Linked DNA regions of Mus musculus: region 2 is linked to region 1. The links are chromatin contacts, called in public Hi-C maps. All regions are on one chromosome and are shown on one strand. The core of a region is the stretch at or near the end of the contact, and the rest is flanking DNA. Distances in the headings are between cores, read along the strand shown.

Region 1 (5,691 bases), core at 1,989-4,488:
TAAGAGACAGCTATATCAGGATCCTTTCAGCAAAATCTTGCTGGCATATGCAATGGTGTCAGCGTTTGGAGGCTTATTATGGGATGGATTCCCGGGTATGGCAGTCTCTAGATGGTCTATCCTTTCGTCTCAGCTCCAAACTTTGTCTCTGTAACTCCTTCCATGGGTGTTTTGCTCCCAATTCTAAGAAGGGGAAGATAGTGCCCTAAACTGAAGTGATATTGATCATTTTTGGCTATTTTTATTTTTGTAAGGTTTATTTTTATTTTTCTTTCTCTAGCTCTGCATGTGTTTGTGCATGTGTGCATATGTGTGTACATGTTTGCATGTGTGTGTGCATGTATGCATACATGTGGATATTCTGTATGTATATACAAGTATTTGAGTAGCTGCTCACAGAAGCTATAAGAAGGCATAGAACCCTCTGGAGACAGAATTTTGGACAGTTGTAAACGGCCCATATAAGGTGAGTAGTGGGAGTTTTAGTAGGGTCCCCTAAAAGAGTAGCAAGTATTCGTAACCACTGAGGCATTTCTGCAGTCCTGTGTCTAGATCAAAGGGATTTCTTTATCAAACAATGAAAGCTAATGGCACTGCATTTAAAAATATAAGTCTGTTGGTATTTTTGGACTCTGCTTGAAATGTCCAATTCTCAGACTAGTTTTTTTTTAATTTATTTTTTTATTAGGTATTTCCCTTGTTTACATTTTCAATGCTATCCCAAAAGTCCCTCATACCCACCCCCCCCAATCCCCTACCACCCACTCCCCCTTTTTGGCCCTGGGGTTCCCCTGTACTGCTCAGACTAGTTTTAAAAACTACTTCAGTGTCTCTGGTGGGATATACTGGTCCCCATGGCAGCACACATCCCTCAGCATTTGCCAGGACAAGCCCTAGGTGCTTCCCTGACATCTCACCTGTTCTCATTGCAGGCTGTTACCAGTGCCCAGATCCAACTCATTTTAAATGCTATCTTTAATCTCTACTTTGAAAGATGTTTTCTTTTTTCCTAATTCTAGGGCTTTATAAATTTTCAGTGCTGTTTATTATACCTCTTTCAATGGTACACACAGAGCCAAGGCTTCTAACTTCACAGGTTCAGGATATATGGACTTGCAAGAAACCCTACTTAGACACGAAGAAAATGAGGCATTTGTGCCTAACAAGAGAGTCCACAATCATTTATCATAAGTGTTTTATTTTCAAATATGTATATTATTAAAGAAAACTAGAGTCTTCCTGTTTACTATATAAAATTTTATATTAAAATTAAAAGCCAAGAAGGTTATATTTTATCACTGAAAGTTATGCAAATCAACATGGCTCAGTATGTGAGCCCACTGTAACAGGTATTTAATATGACATGTACCTCAAACATATATAACTATGCTGATGTTATTTAAACAGCTTTAAATAGATATCTGGTAACATTTTATTAATTTTAGAATCAATTAAGTTATATAACCCACAGTGATAGAAATAGACGTGTTTATAAATTAAAACCTCAAAACAATAGCTATTAAGTTTTTAAGGGATTTTAGAAACAAACATAAATAACACAACACACTTTTTTTGTGTATATCATATTTAAATTCCTTCTCATAGAAGGCATTGAATTACATAGTTTGGCTCAACTTTTCATGTCTCCAATGACAACCTCTTGTATAGGTAAGGAATATAAAGCTTGAGGAATTTAGGAGTGTTCCCAGTCTGTGAGGGAGAGAAGGGCAGATACAGTCGTGAAGCTCTCACACATTACTGCACAGTGTTCTTTTTAGATACCACAGTGCTTGTTAACCATTTGATGACTCTGAGTCTAAAGTCACTAATTAAGGCTCCTTAAATATGACTGAATTGTGTCTTTTTCCACTGGGCAAGAGCAGCTATTGAGTATACTTAAGGAATTCTAAAGTCACTTAAAAATTTATATATATATATATATGTGTATATATATACATATATAAATTTATATGTATATAAATATATATATATATATTGATAACCTTATGTTGTTAAAGATCATAATTTACCTATATTAATTTTTGTGCATGATATGGTTAAATTCAGATAGTATAGATATTGCCTATTTGTATATATGTTTGTCTTACATGAAAGGACATATAAGTGATTACCAATTATGTGGCAACAATGGTTAGTTTTCAATATGTTATATTTCATAAGCAATATTTACTTTGTTTAGGCTACATTGAGGAGTCACATGGGAACACAAGATTTCATGGAAAAGGCTTGAATGTCATTATAGGAAACACCAGAATCAGAAAGCTTAGACACCTTTGTCCCAGTCACAGAGGAAGTAACCTATACCTACAAGACCTTTCTACATCCACTTTCAAGAGCTAGATCAGGCTCCAATGCAAGACTCTTTATGAATGAGCAAAGCTCATTAGAGTACAATGTATCCTAGCGTTTTGAAAACTCTTATGATGTGTTGGACTTTTTCCCTGATAAATTTTATTCATTGACATTATCTTTTCTAGGCATTAGTTTAAGTCTCCAATCATTTAGGTTTCTTAGTATCCAACACCACCTTAACAACTTGCTTTCTGTATCTACATGTGCCTCTATTCCAACATTCTCACACTAATAGAGTTCCCATTTGTCCTGTGAGGTTCTAATGAACTAGGTGTAGGCTTCCGCTTTTTGTTAATTATATGAATTATACATTTCCTCCCAAATATGACTCCAAAAGTGGTCATATTGACTAATTTTTCTATCCAGCCTCTACATATGTGTGTCCCCATATTGGGATCAATATTCATAAGAAAAACGAATTCTATACCAATTACTATGAAGGACAACAGAGTAGAAATTTCCATGCAGCAGCTGAAGAACATTCACTTCACTTTGCTGTAAGTATCCCAGAAAGCCTTACACTGTGACTGGGCATATGTGTTTTTGCATTTGTCTATGTTTGTGTACATGTGTGTGTGCCTGTGTATATGTGCAAAACAGTAACTGACTCCCCTAGAGTAATTTCTACCCATAAAGAAACCTGTACTTACAGCCTGACAAGATGCAAAATATTGGCAAATCATATTGTCAGAAAATGTGACACGGAAAAGGAGAAGAAAACAACATATAATAATTTCCACTATGGAAAAGGGAAAGGACATAGGGACTGCATTTGTCAGAGAATCTTGCCATCTCTGCCTGTGTACTGGCTGCTGATGTTTGCACATAACCAGAGATGAAGGAGCAGTTCTCAGATGTGAAGCTAGACTAATACTGTGTTGCCATGGAAGTGAGAGGCACAATTTCCTTAGCTCCTCTGTACCCTTCTCAGCACTTCTGGCAATAGTGACAGGTTCTTTTTCTTTGTTCAGAAACTGATTTGGAAGCAGCTCTTATTCCTTCTCAAAGCTCTGAAAGATGGCATTATGAGGCCACATTGTGATCAAATTGCATGAGAGGGTAAGTTTTCATTTCCAGGCCTAAAATTAGGTACTTCTGTGCACACTAGCACAACAAAAGTAGCCATGCTCACTGAAAGGAGCCCACTTGGTGGAGATTCCAGGGCCATATCTTTCAGGAAGGTCTGCTGAAGCCCAGCACAGAGGCAGGCAAGGACAACAGGCAGTTCTGGGTGTTCATATTGGTCCTGGAATCTCTCAAGAGGTGGGCAGGTACCCTATGAGGCACAAAGTACACAGAGTTCTTGCCAAGCAGATGCTGTTGCCAGAACATTTGATCAAAGGGAACAGATTTCCCAACAGGACTCGTAACAAATATACTTTATTTGCTTTGGACCTACAGCAAACTGCTTCATTTTTAACATTCATTGTGATGCATAATTTAGTCAATACAGACTATGTAAGGATAGTTATTCAAAACTGATAGTTTACATCAAATTTATATATGAAAAGCAACTGAGATCATAAAAGGGAAGCACCATGATTTACAATAAGGTCATCAGCTAAGTACATCAGCCATTTAAAGACGTGGTTGAATAGAATTCCCCACTGCAGACCAACACACAAAGAGACATGGTGGCATTAATACGTCCCTATGAGCATCAAGTAAACAATGATGGCATGAGTAGAGGGATTGAAACAAGGCTTGGATTTTTGGGTGTAACAACTATATCTCAAATTTGAATTTGAGGAGTGTCACTGTGACCCTTTGCTCAACCAGCCACTTCAACCACATGAGCAGAAAGCTTCTCTGGCCAGAGTTTTAGAAGTCAGTTTTCTATGCAGACTTATAATTGTATACTCCAACTTTGTGATTTTAAAGTATTTTAGAGATGTTTCAGGGAGAAAAATCCTATGAAATGCAGGGGTTTTCTTACTTGTGATGGGAGATGTTGCTTTCACTAAAAAACTAAATGTTTTCTTAGAAGATCCTTAGAGATGAAACAATAAGAATAGCTGCAGGAAAAAAATAATAGATTTAGGAACATCATTACACTGAATTATAGTAATAGTATGAGCCGATTATCAGGTCAACCTACATCTATCTTGGCCCGGGTCCCATTTTAACTAGCTGTCTGTCTAGTACAGCACTCCTAATCTCTGTGCACCTGATATTCTTTCACTTATAATATGAGCTGCCCTAAAGGATATGTAAGTTTCTTGTCAGTTCTGAAAATCTATGGCTCTGTATCCAGAAAAAAAAAAAAAAACCCTTGTATATCTATGTGAGTTTATATCGAAACAGATGTAACACTTTTCATTTTGATATAAAATTCTTTAAACAACTATAACTTTATACCACATGGAGTCCATTATTTTTATTGTTTACGATGTTGTGGGTGATCCTACTTTTTTGGTTAGCTAATAAAATTAAATATCAGCTACATTTATTTACACATCATGCGATCTTCTTCTGGTTCATATCACCTCAAACATGCATGGAGAGAACTGGGAGAGGAGTCTGAATAGTTTTGGCATGAAATGCCTTCCTAGAGAGGATACATAATCTTTTGGGATATTTTTAAATGTTGTCTTATTGAAAACTGCTCACATAATATTCAAGGATACATTTCTTAAGTTCTTGTAGTTTTTCTGGTAGAGTACCAGCCTTTTTAAAAGGCAACTTCTTTTGAAATAAAATACCTAGCAATAATCCATTTTTTTTTTTTTTTTTTTTTGGTTTTTTGAGACAGGGTTTCTCTGTATAGCCCTGGTTGTCCTGGAACTCACTTTGTAGACCAGGCTGGCCTCAAACTCAGAAATCCATCTGCCTCTGCCTCCCGAGTGCTGGGATTAAAGGCGTGTTCCATCACACCCAACCTGATTTATCTTGAAGGACAAAACTGGCTACCATTTCTAAGTATAGAAAAACCATTTTTCCTTTGGATATGGACATACTGTTTGATTGAAAAGTGTACATAAACATGATTTAAAGTGCTGCTCCATAAACCTGGAAGGGCACTCTTGTGACTCCTACAGCTCAAGAAACTCTACCTTCCTTGAACATACACTGCTGTACAGCAGAGGTGGGGTTTCCATACCACTTCCTATGGGAAACTCTGTCACCAGTTGTAACTAAATCCATTATATCCAGCCTCTTACAACTGTTCTATACAGTCATCTCTTCATTTGTAAGTGTTACTGCTCAGATGGATAAGTATTCTGTCAGTTGGGAGGCAAGAAATACCACAAAATCACACCTCAAACAAACCTCACAGAAGACATTTACCTGGAGGGAAGAACCCAGGGTGACGGCTGC
Region 2 (5,691 bases), core at 1,024-3,523, 160 kb after region 1:
ATTAGTAATAAATTAAAACGTGAAAGATTTTGACTGTGGGAATAGTCATTTCTGCACCCACTCTAGGCAGTGTGTGACATCAAGTTTGGACCTGAGAGAGCCATCTCTGCAGGGGCTCACACATGGGTGAGTCTGGAGCATCTGCCCATCTGTCCGTTCACAATCCTCAGAATCCCAGAGCTGGAGCGCTGGAGCAATTAAGGAGTGGTGCCTATTCACTGAGAATCCAAGGGGGAAAGGAGAGACACTGGAACATTTTGTGCTTGGAGGGAATTTGGTCCCTGGGGTTCCTATGTTGATTTCGTTTGTGTCTGCCTTCCTATAAACAAAAGCAGAACAATGACAGGAAGGAATACCAGAAGGCTCCAGGCTAGCTGTGAGCAAAGGAAGTTTGCAGTGCACAGCATCAGGTCAGGGCGTTCCCGATGGGTCTGCTGCAGCCTGACTGGCACATTGGAGCTCTTCAAGGAGAAAAGAAAGTTCCTGGGTTTGGGAGTAGACAAAGCATCACTAAGAACACTTACCCAGCGCCTTCTACACTTGCCCCCACCTCATGCTTAATAAAATTAATGTAAAATCCAGAGTGAAGAAAGAACAGGTAAGTAAAGCAGTTTGAGGTGATGACAATGCTAGTAAGGGAAGAAAATCAGGAGAGCTAGTAGAAGATTTGAAGGCAGAAATCTTGCTTACCTGCACCCAGTACCGAGTCATACTCACACTGGCTCCTCGGGTGGTACCCGAGGCTTCTCTCCTGTTCTTAGCAGTTGTGTCCTTTCTTTGCCCTCTGCTCACCAGAAAGCTAGTGGTGGTGCAGGAGCAGCTACACCCGACCCCTAAAGGTGAAGAGGCACTGGGCTGGCAAGCTCTCTAGTCTTCTCCCTTGGTGTACTGTAACCTAATTCCTGAAGCGTCTTTGTTCCTTGGGACTTTAAATATCCCCTGTGCTCACCGTGCCCTTCTCTGACTTCTGACATCCTTGGTTCCTAATCCCTTAGTCTCAGAAGCATCAAAGAAAGCCAGATGCCAAGTCCCCGTAAGAAGAAAAGAAAGGGCCTCCAAAGTTTGGAAAACTTTAAGGTCTGGAGATGGGGACAAGGGGTGCTCCTGGGAGAAGGGAGAAGCTCACCTGTTGATGGAGGTACGAAAGTTTGGCTCTCCCACCCTCCTCCCACCGCGATTCCCAGATCCCTGCCACGCCCAGCCCAGCCTTCTTGCCAGGCCCAATACTCACCTTGAGCCCTCGGATCTCGCCGAGATGCAGCTGCAGGCGGCGGTTGACCTCGCGAATGAGGTTGCTGTGGTCCAGCATCGCGCTCACCTTCTCGGCTTCGGCTCGCCGCAGGCTGCGGATCAGCTCCTCCTTGCTCCACTGCAGCAGCTCTTCGTCCGTCACTTTAGATAGATCATCCACGCCCGTGGGTGTCGACGCACCGGCCGGAGCCGAGGGACAACTTTCCGCCGCTGGCGCTGAGCCTCCAGCCGCCTTAGACATGGTATCCGCGCAGCGGCAGGTGCGAGTGGGTAGAGGCGAAACGACTGGCGAAGGTGCAGGCGCGGCTGGGTGGCCTCCTCCCACACCCCTGTACGCTTCCAGAGTCAGAGGTACCTCCGGGGGACCGCTGCGTGGGGACGGCAGGAATCGCGCTGCGTGGCCATCCTACCTCGCCATCCAAGCGCGAGTACCTGCCGAATCTCGGGGCCCGACAGCCAGTTCCTGGTGGCTGCATAGGTCCGTCCCAACTCGGCGCAATTCCATGGTGAAGGGCGCCGGGGAGCAGGAGCGGGCGGGGACACCAAGAGAGATCTGTCTCAATCCCCTGCCCTCTCCTTCGCTCAGATCCAGACAGCCATCCCTCACGGTCTGACACACACACACACACACACACACACACACACACACACACACACAGGCACACGATGCACACGCCCTTCCCTCTCGCTTGCTAAACCCCGAGGCTCCGCTGCTACCCTAGGGCGAGCTGCTGTCCTTCCCAGAAAGCTCCGCGCAGCTGGCTAGCTGTAGTCCTATGGCTGATCCTAAACTGTTCTGGGAAGCCTTGGGTTTTCAGAGCCCAGAAAAGGATGGGCGGGGATTGGGGAGCAGCAGCAGGGAGGAAGCTGGCTCCCGGGGCGCCCGCATTCCGCAACACCTTCTGCAAAGGCCAAACCCGAATGGCACTCAGCTGCCCAACCGGACCCTGAGCTCCTGGTGCTCTGCTGCTAGGGACGATTGGGAGCGCGGTTCCCAGAGCACAGGGATGCGGGTGGGGCTGGAGTCAAGAGCAGGTGCCGCCAGGGCGTTGAGAGGCTCGCGCGCGCCACCAAGTGACTATAGGCTGTCCCCTCCCCTCCATCTCTGCAAGTCAGACTAGTTCAGGAGAGGCAGCCTGCTGACCAAAATGAGCGACATTCAGTTCTTGGAAGAATTGGATGCAGAAATTTCGAGAGCAAGACATATGACTAACTAGCTAGATGCACTTCGGAGAACTGGAGAAGAGGGAAGAAAGCCTGTACCGGAGGTCACAAAATCCTCAAGTTCAGGAAATCAGGGCAAAGAGCTGTTAAATTCAGCCCTTTGGGGACCTCCACCCCATTCCCAGGCCTTTGTTTTCTCTAAAATCTCACCACCTTATGAAGAAGCTTCAGGTGGAAGTACTTGGCCCTTTTAAAGTTCGTTTGGGAAATATCAAGGCCTTTAGAAAATAAAATAACTTCTGCTTCTCCAGGAGCCTGGATTTTCAGGTCTGCATACCCGGTGCCCTTGGCAAAGTAAACTGAAATACCAACCAATACCAACTGAGCTTTTCACTCCTCTGTGCTGCAAACTGGGCTGGCCTTTGATGGTCCGATCTGGAAGGAGGGTTCTATGTTTTGGCTAGTCTCTGGTTAAATACAGCACAATCCTCTTTCAGCTGAAAATACACTTGTTTTCCTAAAGGATGGGTGCAGAAGGCCCTGACAGTATCATTTCTAGGAAGCTGACAGGACCAGAAAATTATAGAATCACACTATCCCAGCCTGAGCTTCTGTCACAGTGAGGGTCTCAATCAGTTCCCTCTAATGAGGCAGTGCATATCCTCTTTAAAGCTGCCACCTTGTGAAAAATGATGAGTTAGGGACTGAAACCTTTGCCTTCTGGAGATCGAAGGAAAGTAGTACGGTTAGCCCCTGACCATGAACACACACACACACACACACACACACACACACACACACACACACACACACCACATACATAACTGTACTCATAGAGACTTCCTTCTGTATCTGGGCCTTTGCCCTCTCTTCTCACAGCATGCATGTACTCTCACCTTCTCTCTGACATACTGGCATCCAACTCTCCCCCCCCCCCACACACACACACACTAACCTTTGGTCATATTTGCAACCCAAAAATGTCTTCCTTGGTACGCTGAAGCACTGTAATCCTAGGAGAAAGTGGCTCCTCTCTCAATTTTCAGCAAAGGGAGAAGTCTGTTAAAGGTTTCTTTCAACACACCCAGAGACCAAGACCCAGCTAGTCCTCCAATGCTTTCCACTGCTTACTTCAGCTTACAACCCTCCCAACCTTTCACTTCAGATAACTCAGTCCTTCCCCTGTATTAATGGTCTTGACTATGTCTGGTGTAATTTTCTTGACATTTCCTTGTCTCTCCGATGCACAGGTTTTTAAGAGAATGCTGCATAACAGTTTGGAAATGGAAGAGAATACACAAGATGGAAAATTGTGAATGTCGTTCCATGTTCTTGCTTTTGATGAATCTTGAGTCACTGGTACTCAGGCCCCATGGAGACGGCTTGCTTTTAGGTGCTTCATCGGGACTTTAAAACAAAGTTCAGCCAATGATTACAGTGCCCAGGGCAGCTTCTTGTTTGAATCTTGGAACCACCATGGTATTTATCCCTAGATGACAGGAATCTACTGCTTTGCTCAGTTTATTTCTCAAGATTTATCATTTTTTGTCATGCATTCATCCTTCATAGTCCCCTAAGCAAGTTGCACCTTCAGCAGATTCCACCGTCTACTACTGGACCCAATCTTAGTCTTCCCAGACTCCAAACCATGGGATAGAACAATCTAGTGACTGTAAGACACCCAATAATAGGTCAAGTAAGAAAATAAGTTTTCATCTCTGTGCACCCCTTAACTCCTAGCTCAGAGTAAGCATTAAATGAAAATAGGCGGAAAGAAAGGGGGCCAATGGTAACATAACTGTCAGGGACCTTTCCTTATCTGCATTCTTTTAGCCTCTTTGTTTGGATTGTCTTACAACCCACAACATATACACAACCCTTAATTTTGAAAATATTAATTACTGTTTAGTATTGTACTGTTAGGGAAGTTAGAGAAGTGTTGAACACAGTTGGAACTTTTTCAAATTGTTTAAAATTAGGATAAAATGTGCCTATAATGACTTAGCCTCAAATTTCTGCAAAATGTATTCAGTTGACAGTTTTGTTGTTGTTGTTGTTGTTGTTGTTGTTGTTGTTGTTGTTGTTGTTGTTGTTGCTGTTGCTGCTGCTGTTGCTGCTGCTGCTGGTGGTGGTGTTGCTGCTGTGCTTTGTTTCATTTTGTTATTTTCTGATGATGCCAGACAAAATCCATCGGCATTGTAAAGCAGGGCTGACCTCACTGTATCTGTTTTGAACCCAGTAACACAGGCAGCTGTAGACACATTCTGCCATATTTCCACAAGAGCCAATTTCCCAGAAAATATGCACAACTCAGCATAAATGTATTACAGTTCACCTTTGATACCTCACTTCTGAGTCCAGAATTATGCCTTCCATGCCCATGGACTTTACTTGATAAAACAATGAGCCAAACTATATCCATCCTCCCATAAGTTTCTTCATGCTAGGTATGGTCACACTGATAGAAAAAGAAACAGGCCATCTCACTGTTAGTCCCGACCAATTCCAGAAGAGAGCCAGTTTTACAGAGGACAAGGAGGAGGAGGTAGGACCACTGAGGCAGGGGTTGGAGCTCTGCAGTCTCCTCCAATCTCTGTAGTAACCACTGGAAGCTGGAAGACACAGCAATAGATACTGCCTAGGGCTTTCAGAGGAACACAGTTAAATGGCTTTTAACTCTTTAAGATTCACTTCGGACTTCTGGCTATGTTTTAAGGCTTGTTTTGAGGTTTGTAGCCTCAACAAGAAACCAATAAATTACCACTTAAAACAAAGCATGGCTGTGCTTTAGTTACTCTGTAGCTAGTGGATACCTACTATCCTATCCGGTTCTCTTCCTTTTTAGAGGGTAAGGATCTCATTCTTCTACCATATCTGTCAAGTAAAGCATTTGTTGTAGACGCTCAGTAGAGGTTGTTCAAATGTTGTCCCTGGGGTGCCTGTGCTCTGATGTGTAAAAGAGAAAAGCACAAAAGGAAGTCAGCTTTCTGAATCAATGTCAAGAAAATTGCACCAGACATAGTCAAGAGAGAATCAAGAGACCACAGCCCACTGCCTTGCCCACAGACCCCATCACTTGGAATATTTCTGGGAATCTATAACCTGGGGAACAGAGAAAAAAGAATGTTAAATGCAGGGCTTACCTATCAGACCTGACTGCAAAGCAAACTCTGCAGATGCAGAACTAGCCGTGTGCTGCTTGTGCTCAGACAACCCTAAGCCATAGCATCTGGAAGAGTCCATCCCTCTGTTCATGCCTTGGAAATGGAAATGGTG

What was found. A called contact is a pair of places that touch in the nucleus more often than the background predicts.
Region 2: a Hi-C map of forebrain shows a contact between it and region 1, with 3 times the contacts expected there. The contact joins the promoter of Ccdc85a here to the enhancer-like site in region 1. A contact is called at or near these places in 4 of 39 promoter capture datasets (embryonic stem cells, hippocampal neurons and stem cell-derived epiblast-like cells), 3 of 484 Hi-C or Micro-C datasets (cerebral cortex and forebrain), 4 of 115 datasets of contacts at active chromatin or transcription factors (cardiomyocytes, embryonic stem cells, neural progenitor cells and 1 more) and 1 of 9 other capture datasets (adipose tissue).

Annotation. Positions count from the first base shown.
Region 1 is chr11:28,419,388-28,425,078 of GRCm38.p6, forward strand. All of the region lies in intron 3 of Ccdc85a (coiled-coil domain containing 85A), which reads right to left. Among named protein-coding and RNA genes, the nearest start is that of Ccdc85a, 160 kb to the right of the region's middle. Within about 2 kb of position 3,239, at least 27 of the 459 cell types and tissues checked have an H3K27ac peak or open chromatin away from gene starts, as enhancers often do. A contact at or near this core is called in forebrain and hippocampal neurons, where this site is marked.
Region 2 is chr11:28,582,051-28,587,741 of GRCm38.p6, forward strand. Ccdc85a (coiled-coil domain containing 85A) reads right to left here and starts at 2,274. Exons shown (of 5, transcript NM_181577.5): 1 at 1,232-2,274. The coding sequence starts at 1,492.